2 separate regions of the Xenopus laevis genome follow, and region 1 is linked to region 2. Evidence: chromatin contacts called from public Hi-C data. All regions are on one chromosome and are shown on one strand. The core of a region is the stretch at or near the end of the contact, and the rest is flanking DNA. Distances in the headings are between cores, read along the strand shown. Region 1 holds the start of bahcc1.S (BAH and coiled-coil domain-containing protein 1). Region 2 has its middle 70 kb from the start of slc38a10.S.

What was found. A called contact is a pair of places that touch in the nucleus more often than the background predicts.
Region 1: a contact with region 2 is called in a Hi-C map of the XTC cell line, with 5 times the contacts expected there. The contact joins the promoter of bahcc1.S here to the enhancer-like site in region 2. A contact is called at or near these places in 2 of 4 Hi-C or Micro-C datasets (the XL177 cell line and the XTC cell line).

What each region holds. Positions count from the first base shown.
Region 1 is chr9_10S:23,516,654-23,523,439 of Xenopus_laevis_v10.1, forward strand. bahcc1.S (BAH and coiled-coil domain-containing protein 1) reads left to right here and starts at 5,475. Exons shown (of 28, transcript XM_018238333.2): 1 at 5,475-6,786.
Region 2 is chr9_10S:23,365,383-23,371,719 of Xenopus_laevis_v10.1, forward strand. No RefSeq gene overlaps it. Among protein-coding and RNA genes, the nearest start is that of slc38a10.S, 70 kb to the left of the region's middle. Within about 2 kb of position 4,334, at least 7 of the 7 cell types and tissues checked have an H3K27ac peak or open chromatin away from gene starts, as enhancers often do.

The DNA of each region.
Region 1 (6,786 bases), core at 4,225-6,724, 150 kb after region 2:
CCCAATGTTATACTGGGACACCAGGGGCCCATCAAAAAACCTTAGACCAGGGGCCCACTCTCAGTACTATTAGTCTTCCTTTCCTCAGTCAATCTAGTCTCTCTTCTTTACATACTTTAAAGCTATAATCTATTATTCCATCTATTTAGCCACTTTGCTCTCATAAAAATAGGGAATGGTTATAAAATAGGCCAAATATTTAGCAGCATGAGGGCCCACTGACACCTGGCCCCACTGGGCGTTTTCCTGGCCAGTCCAACACTGATACAGCCCAATTTATTCCATCTGGAATTCGACATCCTTGCAACAGGATCTTGACAAACTGGCAGCTAAGTGGCAAATGCGATTCAGGGGCAGATTTATTGCCCGAAGTCGAATTTGGAAGTTATGTGATTTTATTTTAACTCTAATAAATTTGAATGTACTCACAACTCGAATGGGAGGAGATTTATGGAAAAACTCGAACGTCTAATATTCGACCGAATACGAACGTCTGCAAAATGGTTCAACGGACCTCTGCCATTGATTTGTACATGAATCCAGCATGTTTCAGGTGGCGGAAATTTGAATAAGAACTGTTTCCAAGGTCAAGGTGTGATAAATCTCACATTCTAATTCAAATTCAAGCTAGTAAGTTAAAATTTGAATTTGTGAATTGTGACCCAAAAAAAATTGAAAATTCGAATTTACCATGCCCCTCAATGTTGATAAATGTAAAGTCGTGTACCTGGGATGTAAAAATATCCAAGCCCCTTAAACCCTTAATGGTACTGCACTAGTCAACTCCATTATTGAAAAGGACCTTGCAGTCCTTGTAGATAATAAACCTGGCTGTAGCAAGCAATGCCAGTCAGATTCAGGTGCAGATTTATCAAAGGTTGAATTTTGCAATGCCAGACAGATTTAGGGGCAAATTTATCAAAGGTCGAATTTTGAAGTTATGTGAATTTCATTTAACTCTAATTGTGTACCCACAACTAGAATGGGAGGTTATTTATGAGAAAACTTGAATGTCTAATATTCGATCGAATACAAACAACCCCAAAATTCAAATAGAGTTTTCCTCTGAATGGTTCAACGGACCTCTGCCACTGATTTTTAAATGAACTCAGCAGGTTTTAGGTGGCAAATGTTTGAATAAGAATTGTTTCCATTGTCAAGGTGTGATAAATCTCACATTCTAATTCAAATTTGAGTTGGTAAATTCAAATTTTAATTTGTGAATTGTGACCGAAAAAAAATGTGAATTTACCATTTGAACCTTAATAAATGTGCCCCTCAATTTTGATAAATGTAAAGTCATGCACCTGGAATGAAAAAATATCCAAGCTACGTATACCCTAAATAAGACTGAACTAGGCAAATCCATAATGGAAAAGGACCTTGGAGTCCTTGTAGATAATAAACTTGGCTGTAGCAGGCAATGCCAGTCAGCAGCATCAAGGGCAAATTATGTCTTGAGCTTATGTCTTCAGACTCTAGATGCCTCCTATAGCCTTTGATGAGTGTCTGGATTCTGGATGATGGTATTTCTGACCATTCGTCCATACAAAGTCTCTTCAGCTCAGTTAAATTTGATGGCTGCCGAGCATGGAGAGCCTGCTTTAAATCCCATAGATTTTCAATGATATTCAAGCAGGGGGTGTAAGGTCCACAAAGACTGCTTACCCTGGTTCCGTCTTCTTTCAGAGCCGGCTCTCCTATGGCACGCGCGGTGCGGAGTTCCTGGTTTTATGCGCCAGTGTGATGACGTCATCGCACATTGGCGCTAAATTTAAAGGTATTAAAGGGGATTTCTGAATTGAAGAAGTTGCCCATTGTTAGGTCTAATTCATTTAGTTATTGGGTGCTATTCCTTGTGTATTCTGCTTTGTTTTCTGGTATTGGCCATCACCTGCCTGTTTGACTATTCTGATATCTCCAAGCCTGACCATTGCCTGCCTTAATATTCTACAATCTCCAATCCTGATCCTTGCCTGTCTGATTATCCTGTTAATGCTGCCGTACCAACCTGGCCTGTCTGTCTATTCTTGAACTCTGCTTGTACTAGCCTGGTCTGCCTGACTACACTTTCCGTCCAATATCCTTGGTAAAATGATCATGCTCGTCCAGAACCCTTTGCTTGGCTCCTCTCTTATTAAGGCCTGGTGGCATCCAATTAGCTGAAGGCTCCTCCCAAAGTGAAATGCAACCTTTGAAGGCAGAAGCAAGAGCCGAGACCAGGGAGCCTAGCACTGGTTCTGGATTTAGGGTGCCGAACGTGACAGTACAACGGGCCGGGCCCATTAGACGGAAGAAAACAGAAGAAGGTCCTGCTATTCCAAACCTCTGAGCTGCTTTTCTCTACCCTCTTCCAGCACTTAGAGGAACAAGAGGGGAAACCGGACTACATTATCCAAGCTCTGCATTCCCTCTCCAACAGGCTAGATGCAGTTCAGCATGCCTCTGCTGTGGTTCCTGAGGGATACTCCCTTTCATCTACCCTGGGAAATAGAGTTAGTCCTTCTCTGATAAGTTTAGTGGGGATAGGAGTAATTTTTTTGTTTTTCAAGAGGCATGTAAGTTGTACCTCAGATTTTTCCCTCACAATTTCCCTACTGGTGAGGATGAAGTAAGGTTTGTTATGACCTTACTACAATGTGATCCACAAGTGTGGGCACTAAGATTACCCCCCTCTGACCCTGCCTGTCTTTCCCTAGAGGTATTTTTTACCACCGTGACCATGTTATACGATGACCCGGATTGTGATAACTAAGAGTAATTGAGGAGTACTGTATGGAATGCTGGTCAGTTGAGACGGGGTGGAATGATACAGCTCTTCATGGCATTCCGGGTGGGGCTTTCTGACTCTTTCAAAGACAGCCTGGTTAATTACCCTACTCTATCCATTTTGAATGACCTTATGAAGTTAGACATCAAAATTAATAGGAGGCAAAGGGAAAGGGCGTGCTGAAGGGGGTACATATTTCCCAAAAGTATGTTATACTGATGAATTACCAACTCCCTCATTGCCTATTCCTCAGGGTAAAGCAATGCAATTGGGTGTTACTCGGTTGTCCCCTGAGGAGAGGACTCAAAGGTGACCCCAGCGTTTGTTTATATATTGCGGGGATAAATTGTCCTAAGAGGCTGGGAAAGCCTCAAAAGCTAAATAGAAACAGGGAGTGCCATTTGTGCTGTGAGGTTTCCTCTCCCCAATGCGCCTCAAAAAATTTGGTACCTGCCGTTTTTTCCTGGCCTGGGGGTTCTGTTAAAATCTCTGCCTTGGTGGATTCTGGGGCTGTGGGGAATTTCTGAGGAAAGTCTCGTAGGGAGGTATCCAAATATCAGGTTGGGGACTTGGTTTGGTTATCCACAGTGAATATCAAGCTTAAAATTCCATTTCTTAAGCAGGGGCCCAGGTTTATTGGTCCATATCCTGTTGCGGAGATTGTTAACCCTACCTCTGTCTGTCTCAAGCTGCCTGACATGTTTAAGTTATCTAACCTGTTTCATGTTTCCATGTTAAAATCTGCTGTACAGGTCCACAAGCAATCATGTCCTACTCCAGGGTTGGTAAAGGGCCCGGTGGCCCCTCCTCGAGGGGGGTGTAATGTAAGGTCCGCGAGGACTGTTTAACCTGGTGGTCTAGTGGCCGGCGTGGACACCTGCTGCATGGTTCCGTCTCCTTCCAGTGCCGGCTTTCCTATGGCGCGCTCTGCTTGTGCTAGCCCCGACTGCCTGACTACGCTTTCCATCCAATATCCTTGGTAAAACGATTGTGCCCCTTTGCTCATCCAGAACCCTTTGCTTGGTTCCTCTCTTATTAAGACCCGGCGGCATCCAATTAGCTGAGGGCTCCTCCCGAATTGAAAGGTGGCTGTTAAAAGCAGAAGCAAGAGCCGAGACCAGGGAGCCTTGCACTGGTTCTGGATTTAGGGTGCTGAACATGACAGGGGGACTGTGACGGCCATTTCAGAATATTGTACTACTCCCTCTGCATAAATGCCTTTGTAGGTTTTGAAGTGTGTTTAGGTTCATTGTTTTGTTGTAATATCCAACCCCTGCGTAACTTCAACTTTGTGACTGATACTTGAACATTATCTTGAACGATTTGTTCATATTGGGTTGAATTCATCCGACTCTCGACTTTAACAAGGACCCCAGTCCCTGAACTAGCTACACAGCCCCACAGCATGATGGAACCTCCATCAAATTTGACAGTAGGTAGCAGGCACTTTGTTACAAAATGATTGTGGCTTTTGCGTACAAGCAACTCTGTTTGTGGCGTGAGGGCAGAAAGGGCTTATTCTCATCACCCTGCCATACAGATGTTCTTTGTGCAAATTGCGCTGAATTGTAGAATGATGTACAGATACACCATCTCCAGCAAAATGTTCTTGCAGGTCTTTGGAGGTGATCTTTGGGTTGTCTCACAATCCTCTGCCTATGCCGCTCCTGTATTTTTCCTGACCAGCCAGACCCAACTGTGCCTGTGGCTTTCCATTTCCTGATTACATTCCTTACAGTTGAAACTGACAGTTTAAACCTCAGAGATAGCTTTTTGTAGCCTTCCCCTAAACCATGATACTGAACAATCTTTGTTTTCAGATGTTTTGAGTGTTTCTTTGAGAATCCCATGTTGTCACTCTTCAGAGGAGTGTTAAACAGAAGCAAAACTTGCAATTGGCCACCTTAAATACCTTTTCTCATGATTGGACACACCTGCCTATGAAATTCAAGTCTTAACAAGCAGAGTATTGAGCAGTTACATGCATTCAAATTATCAAAATTACAAGGGTACCCAAATTTTTGCAGAGCCAGTTTTTCATACAACTGAATACTGCTTTACTAAAAATCTTTGTTCAGAAAACACCCCAGTACTCAGATGTTCCTGGGAAATGAAAGACATACCACTGTTATCTTTTTTTGTTGAAAGTGGAGTAAATTATTATGCAGACTGAGAGGGGTTCCCAAACTTTTTCATATGACTTTATATAAGGGGATAAAAAGTATCTCTAATGCTTTATTTACCAGTAAATCTTTCCAACTGTCACCCATTCCAATTAAAAGAAAAGAGGTTCCAGGCTAAATATTCGCAAGGGTTTTTTTACAGTTAGAACTATGAAGATATGGAATTCTCTCCCTGAAGCAATAGTACAGGCTGGTACATTAGATAGCTTTAAGAAGGGGTTAGGTGGCTTTTTAGCAAAGGAGGGAATACAGGGTTATGGAAGATAGAACATAGTGCAGGTTGATGCATTGACTAGTTCCAATTGCTGTCTTGGAGTCAGAAAATATTTTTTTCCCCCTCTGACTCAAGTGGCTTCAAATTAGTTTTTTTTTTTTGCCTTTCTCTGGATCAACTAGCAGTTAGGCAGGTCATATATAGTCTAAAAAGGTTGAACTTGATGAATGTGTATTTTTTCAACCTAAGTTACTATGTAACCGTACTATATAACATTAATACTTTTTCTATAAATGGATTGCTAAAGATGGCTTTGTTCTGCACATAGTAGAATTTTGACAGGCATATGTATTTTGAGTATATTATCATTAACTTGAGTGTGAGCTGCCATGTTTGTTTTTCACCCATAGACCTGATAAATCAATGCCATCCACCCAGCAAACAGTGGTGCAACCACCAGCAAGCACCCTCATGTGACCACCACAGTGTGCAGCAAGCAACATCACTTCCCGTTTAATGGTGGTTAGCAAGTCATATGGCTAAAAATGTGGGTTGCAAAAATTGTTTCCAGGCAGTATTGGGCTTGTGGCCACATTTTCCTGTTCTCTCCTAGAATTCCAGAAATGGGATATGATAGAAATTCCCCAAATCGGGCAATTAAAAGGGATTAAATTGCAGCACAAAAACAGGGCATCGTATAATGACAAGGGACTGCAATCTAAATTCGATTATCTTCGCTAGAAAGTTCCCTTGGAATGCCGTGCAAATGTTTTTGCGGATGGAAAGGCCAAATCCTAGTAGTCCATGAGTATGAAGTGCAGCGATTGTACTTAAATACAACTGGGCTTCTGCGCTGACTGGATTAAAAAGCGCCGTGTAAGTCTCTATACGTGGCACTTATACAGCTCCTCGCACAGCTCAGGCAGTCAGAGGGCGGTACCTAACACGTCAATACCTGGGGCGGTGCCTGGCAGGCATGGAGGACAATGGCAGCCCCGGGAGCGGAATTGCACGCGGCTCCTTTAAGAGACGTATCTGCTTGTTCGCCGAGCATCGGACTTTGAGGGAGAGGGTGACGGATTGCACAAGATGCACTGCGGATGTGCTGCCCAGAGGAAATTGGCGAGGACTGAGTGCTGCTTGGGGCTGCGGAGTTCCTGCAGGGCCTTAGTTCTAAATGCTTCTTCCCAGGAATGGGTGCTCTCCCCAGCCCCAGAGCGTGAATGCCCGGGAGATCCTGCTGGGATCCGGCATGTTGGGGAGGGTGGGGTGAGGGGGATCCCAATCTGTGGTGGGCGGGCTCCTTTTTCCTTCCCTGGGAAATATATGTAATAAAGGTAAGTGCTGAAAGGAATAAAAATTCTGTTTCGCCTAAAAGCCCCATTTGTGTATTTGTTAGGGACGCGCATTCCGCCTGGGGGAGGGGGAAGGGCAATGGTGCAGCAAGAAACAATAGGACCCGCTTTAACTCCTGCCAGACCGGCGGATGGGAGAGTCAAGGGCTTGGCACCGCTGGGGTTAAATTTGGAAGGGGAGAAACATCATTTAAATATCTGGTTAGGGCAGAAGAGATTACATTTCGTTTCTCTCTCATCAATTTTCTGTTTAATGTCACTGGA
Region 2 (6,337 bases), core at 3,084-5,583:
CTGATGGTAACTTTATTTTAGTAGCCTGGCCTAAACGTGGACATATAAAGCTGGGAGAGCTAATTACAGCAAATCTGTATTTGTCAGATAAACAAGGCCTGATTCCGGAGTCACTTTCCTCTTGGAAACAATTCATCTTCAAGACACTATTGTTTCTGCTAAATTCACAAACATCCAATTTGGCTCAACGGTAATCAAATCATTTGGAGCTCTGTAAATGATCCCATGCATGTGAATTAATATGTGAAATCTCAGCTCTTATTTCCACAAGGACAAAGCTGTCATTGAATTGAAAACTACGGATAACTGGGCCTATTCAACTTGACTCCTTTTCCTATTCCTAACTTTTGCTTTATGCTTTCTAAAAATTACAGATGGCAAAATGTAAAGTACAATTTCTAGGAATACGTTTAATTTTTGGCTGCAGAGATATATTTAGAGGATTTATTCTCCTATTGAAACTTTGTAAAATAACCTGCTTCTCAAAGAGTGATTTTAAAAATAGGCATTCAATTACTAAACATTGGGGGGGAAAAAGAAAAATAATACGGGGAGGGGGGTTAAAGTCCCCAATTCTGATAAATTATTTTCTGCATGACTTCCCCAGGCTTATATAAACCCATATTATTGTGTGTGAAGAAGAAAAAAAAATATTAGGATTCAATGTTCGGGGTTTTCCTTAATCTCCATTAATGGTTGCTCCAAGAGATTTAGGAGTGGCAAGGTCCATCTGTATTAAAAGAGGGGTGGGGGTGGCTGCACCTCAGTCACGTGAACTGGCTTTGTTTGGTAAAATATGCAGTTGAAAAATATTCATGTTGTTTCCATAAAACACTGCTGATCACAGAATGTTTTTCAGCACAGTCATATAATTAAGGAAACCAGAGTTTTGCTAGCAATGAAGCTTTGAAGTTATGTGTGTAGAATCTCAGTCATGAGCATTGCATAGGAGGATAGCAATCGCTGCCAGATATTCGACATCCTAGCTCACCACAAGGCCAGCACTGACCGAGAAGCAGATATGTCAAATTGAATTTTTCACTGGAAATGTCAAATTCCTACCTCCTGTAATCCAATCCGTTCTAAAGCTGCACCAGGAAAAACATAGGTATGCACATAAAGATACTGAAATATTCTAAGGCGACCAGACGTGGCCAGAAAGGTTAGCGATTTCAGAAAAGGGAATCTAGTCATCTAAATAAAATAAATTAGTAGTGGATGATAAGATCCGTTATACACATTTCTGGCTGATTATCCCTGAAACACCATGTTTTAGCCACGAAGCTGCTTCAGCAAAAACAAATACAAAACAAATATTTGCTCTTACGACTTGCATTTTACAAAACAGAACCCGCATGTCTGTGCTGACACATACATAATATGTCTTTCCTTTATTTATTGTTAAATAACACGACAAACAAATATTTGTTTTTGTGACAATGTATTTTTATTGAGGTTTGACACAGAATTTCTGTGAACTGAAAAAAATCCTTTTTAAAATCTCACTGTGCCTCTCCCATAAATACCCTTCTTAAATATTCATACATTCAGATGAATGAGTTTCACTTTTGCCTGTTCTGCATATAATTTTTTTTTTAAATTTTATATTACTAGAGTAAAATTCATAAACCTGAGATAAAGCACGCCACTTAGCCTTCCTATCGTGTCTGTGACACATTTTATATGTGCTCAAACAATATATTTATGAGGGATGCATTGGATCTATAAATTTTTCGATTCACCAAATTTCCTCCATAAAAGATATGGTTAAATACCAAGCCCTAACTGGGTTAATAAGATATTGGATGAATGCAAAAAAAACATCAGTTGTGGAGAAAAAGATATTAAAGATATTTGGATTAATTTTTCTTTATTTAATGTTACAGGGCAACCCTTTTATAATAACAAAAAATAAAAATTGGTATAACCGATTCATGTGTGGATGAATTTTTCGTATATTTAATGTTAAAGGGCAACCCTTTTATAATAAAATACCTTTAGTTAATTTAACCAGGCTGAACACAATTCTTTGCAAATGTACTTCTCAGAATAGCAGAAAAAAAATACAACAGTTATCATACAAGAAATATATAATTGTTTTATTTATATATTGTGTTTTTAAATTTTATTGTGTACATAGCACAAAGGATAGGCCACTGTGTATGACTGAATGTACATTCCTATAGAAAAGCATTGTATAGTGCTAACTTGCATGTTAATTAGATGAATAATTATCAAAGGGTGAAAAAGAATTATCTACAAAGACTAAAAAAGGAAAATGTTTGGGGGCAGATGAAAGGTCGAAGTGAAAATTCAAATTTAAAAGTTCAAATTTCTAGCTAATTTTTGTGTACTTCGACTAGGGAATAGTCCAAATTAAATTCAAATTTTAAAAAAAAATTTGAATTTTGAAATTTATCATATACGGTCTCTTTAAAAATTAGACTGACCATTCACCATCTAAAACATGCCCAATTGCTGTTTTAGCCTATGGGGGACCTCCAAAAACCTATTTGGAGTCAAAGGGTGGACTATTACTTTGATTGATACGATTCAAATTTGATCAAAAATAGACCTATTCGGACAAAAAAAATTTCGATTTCATTTTGGTTGGTCTTTTTGAATTGACGTTTTTCAAATTCGAAATTCAACTGTTGATAAATCTGCCCATTGGGATTGTGGAAAAATTTGAGATCTGTGGATTATTTATTTCTTAACTGTTTAATATATACTGCCATGAGCATGCAATAATGTTAACATTTAAATCTCTTTATAATGGTAATTTATTAACAGACAAGACTACATTTATATCTCACCACTGTTTTCAAACAAAGCTTGCGTTTACTTGTGAGAACAGGGCAAATTAAATGTTTATTCTATTTCAACTACTATATAACCCACTCTTTTTTTAAAAAAAACAAAATTATTGCAGCAATTGGTGTTGCATTAAATTAAAAAAAATATGTTATATGTATCAAAATAAAGTGTCTAGGCAGGGTATTTCTTTCTATTTCTAAGTACCCTAGGAATGTGCAATTAAAATATTAATTTAGTTAAAATATATATATATTTAAAAGAACTTCCCAAAACAGACTTTAAGCAACCCTGCTTTATTTTGCTTTGCAACCCACAAATATATGACTACTCTGGTGAGGGAAGATATATGCGTGCTACATACACAGAGCTGTTGCAAACCCAGCAATCGCAATGAAGCAGGACACGGGTGTTTCTGCAGCTAATTAGTCTTTGTTTACAAATTATTTCTGGCTCAGCCAGGAACAAGTATCTGGTTAAAAATATATATTCATGTTCTAAGACTGATATTTTATTTCCTGATTGCTTAACAAAATAAACATTTCAGTGTCTTGAAATATCCTCTACATGAATTTGGCATTTAAAATAATAAAATGGATCAGAGAAAAAAAAAAGTTTTCTTTAATGTACTATTTGGAGGCACATATGTTGCACACAAATTCAGATGTGTGTGTACGGGCAATGCAACAGAGCTGCTGCATTTCCTACTGAAAAAAGGTGGTTTTAAAAGGAGTGCAGATTTCAGTGTATGTTATGGTCTTCTATTTGTCTAAACGCTGTCCTTGGAGGGTTCCTCAATCCAAAAGCCTTTTTTGTTTTGCATAATGAAGAGAAAAATAATTCTAAGCAAGTTTCCAATATGCAACCATTACAAATTTCAGTTGTAAATCAGTATTGAAAGCCTGTTTATAGTCTATGCTTTGGTTCCGACACAAACATTGTTGCAAAAGCAGCTAAAGAACAGAGCTCGAGGAAAAGGGATTTGCTGTATTGTATCCAGAAAGCAATCAGGGATGAATGATGATCCTATATATTTTTTTATAGTACAAACATATTGAAGACTACTCCCCTTACAATTACATAAACCATTGAAAATCTGTAATTAATGGATACTGGAATGTTGCTTTGAATTACAATTTCTTTCATTATGCAATAAACACCGTTTTTTTTTGGGGTGGAGATCCCCTTTAACCGCCGCAATGCTGCTCTTTTTTATAAGTAACACACGCCTACCTGAAGTCTAGCCAGTGTTTAAACCTATCACAGCTTTATTAGAAACAGTGGCCTCCTTGTCTTAGTTACCTACCTGTATCTTGTCCCTGCCCCCCTCCCCCCCAATGAGAAGTTTTTGGGGAGCTCCAGTTCTTTTAAGAGCCATTAGCTTGAGAGCTTTTTTCATCCCAGAGTTGGCACTGAAGAATTCATGGTGGGGGGATGGGTATTCCAACATGATTGCCCCCTCCTCCCTGCGCTAGCAGATGAACCTCTTATTGTTCTTGCAAATTGGTCCTTGCGCGTCCCTCCCCCAATCCGAGGGAAACCCCATAGACCTGGCAACCCAAAGGCATTTCCATTTCCTGGGTAGAGATTCTCTATCCTTTGCGAAAACCGCTGAGCAACATCCCTGGAAATTGCTCTTTACCGGGCACTGGGGCAGGGGGCCTGGCTTTTGACTTCTGCGCTTGCTTCGTGCAAACAGGACGGGAAATAGAAAGCTGATGTGTTGCAGATGCTGCAGGTCAGACCATGAGCGGGCGGTGTGGGGGCGATCCCTGCTTCCTCTAGGCACAATGCTCACCGGACTGCCCGCCGCTACTACTGCTGCTACATTGCCCTCTTCTGCTCGGGAGATGCTCTGGATCCTGCTCGGGGAGGGGGAAAGCACTGGCTGATCTAGCCTGACGGGGAGGGGGAAAGGGCATGGAACAGCCGTTCTACAGAGACTCGGTAAACAGAATCCTGGCAACGCCCCTGTTTCATCTGGTACTGCCTATTAACCCGAGCCTGTCCGAAACGTGCAGCCTTGCTGTTTACTTCCTGCTGAATGAATATGTGTGGCTGCCTGGATAGTACACATATTTCTATTGTCATCTTGCTGCACTTGTGTCAGTTATAGGGCAAATTGGTAAAACATTTGTATATACTTATTTTCTATTTAAAATGAGAGAATAAGGTTGGACTTGGATGTGTAAGAAGAAGGCATAAAAGAGTCCCAAGTAATCTTTATTTGCTTTAACTTTCAGCAAATTCGTTCAGTCACCTTCACTTGTGTATCGTGCTCACTCTCCAGTCAGGCCACACCAGAAGACCCATAGACAATTTCAGTAAACAGAGGTATGGATGGAGCACATAAGACACAGTCTCTGCCGCAAATATTTATTGCATCAAATAATAAATAAATAATTATTTGCGGCAGAGATTGCATCTTATGTGCTCCATCCATAACCTCTGTTTGCTGAAATTGGTATGTAGCTTTATCATTGTGTTGCTTTATGTACCACATTGTATTGCATGTAAGGGACCAACTGTTCAGAATGCTCTGGATCTTTCTAAAAAAAAAAAAAAAGAGGTCTTTCTGTAATTTGGATCTCCATACCTTACATCTGCTAAAAAAAAATATTTAAGCATTATTTGAATCCAGTGAAATAGTTTTGACTCCAATATTAATTCATTAGACTTTAGGTGGGATCAATTAGAAAGTAGAAAAAAAAAACTTTAAAAAAACGTAATTATTTGATTAAAATGGAGTCTATGGGAGCCATTCCATAATTTGGAGCTTTCTCAATAACAGATCCGATACCTGTACAGCTGTTTAAAGTACCATGTGTCCTGTTAGATCGTAATTCATAAATACAAATACTAAGAGCTGCGCCTAATGGGTTTTACAAAATGGGCTGTAAGTAATGTATTAATACAATACTATAGTTAGTTATTATTAGCAAATAATTATTAGCAAAACAGTATAATAGCAGCCAGTAACGATCATTTATTTATAAAAGGTGAGTGCATTGCCGTATATAGCAGGAGACTTACATCCAGTAGAAATTATAAACTGAGGGCTAACATTTCATATCTGAACACAAAAGATAGGCTGTTTTGCATGTATTATGTAGTTTATGAAATAGCTATATTCTAGAATGAGAAGGGACATGTAGATTCATTTTATATGTTCTGGACAATTAAAAAGAGGTAATATGCTTGAGACAGTTGGCACCTCTCTGACAAAATAGCCAACAGTCAGGTCCAGACAGGCAACCTGGATACTGTGGCAAATGCCAGATCCATTAAGAAGCCATAGACTGTTGTGTTATATTGAATCTATGTGGGGCTGTTTGAGCCTTTGTGTAATTGATGTGCCAGGGCCTGTTTTGAATCTCATTGCAGACATGTCTACAGTCATTCACTACATTCATTAAATCAATAAAAACAGATACATTTGGGTCATCTCCGCCTATCGAGCAGACTCCAATAATAAGCACCGAAACACATACACACACTTAGGTGATCTAGCCGTTAAAAGGAC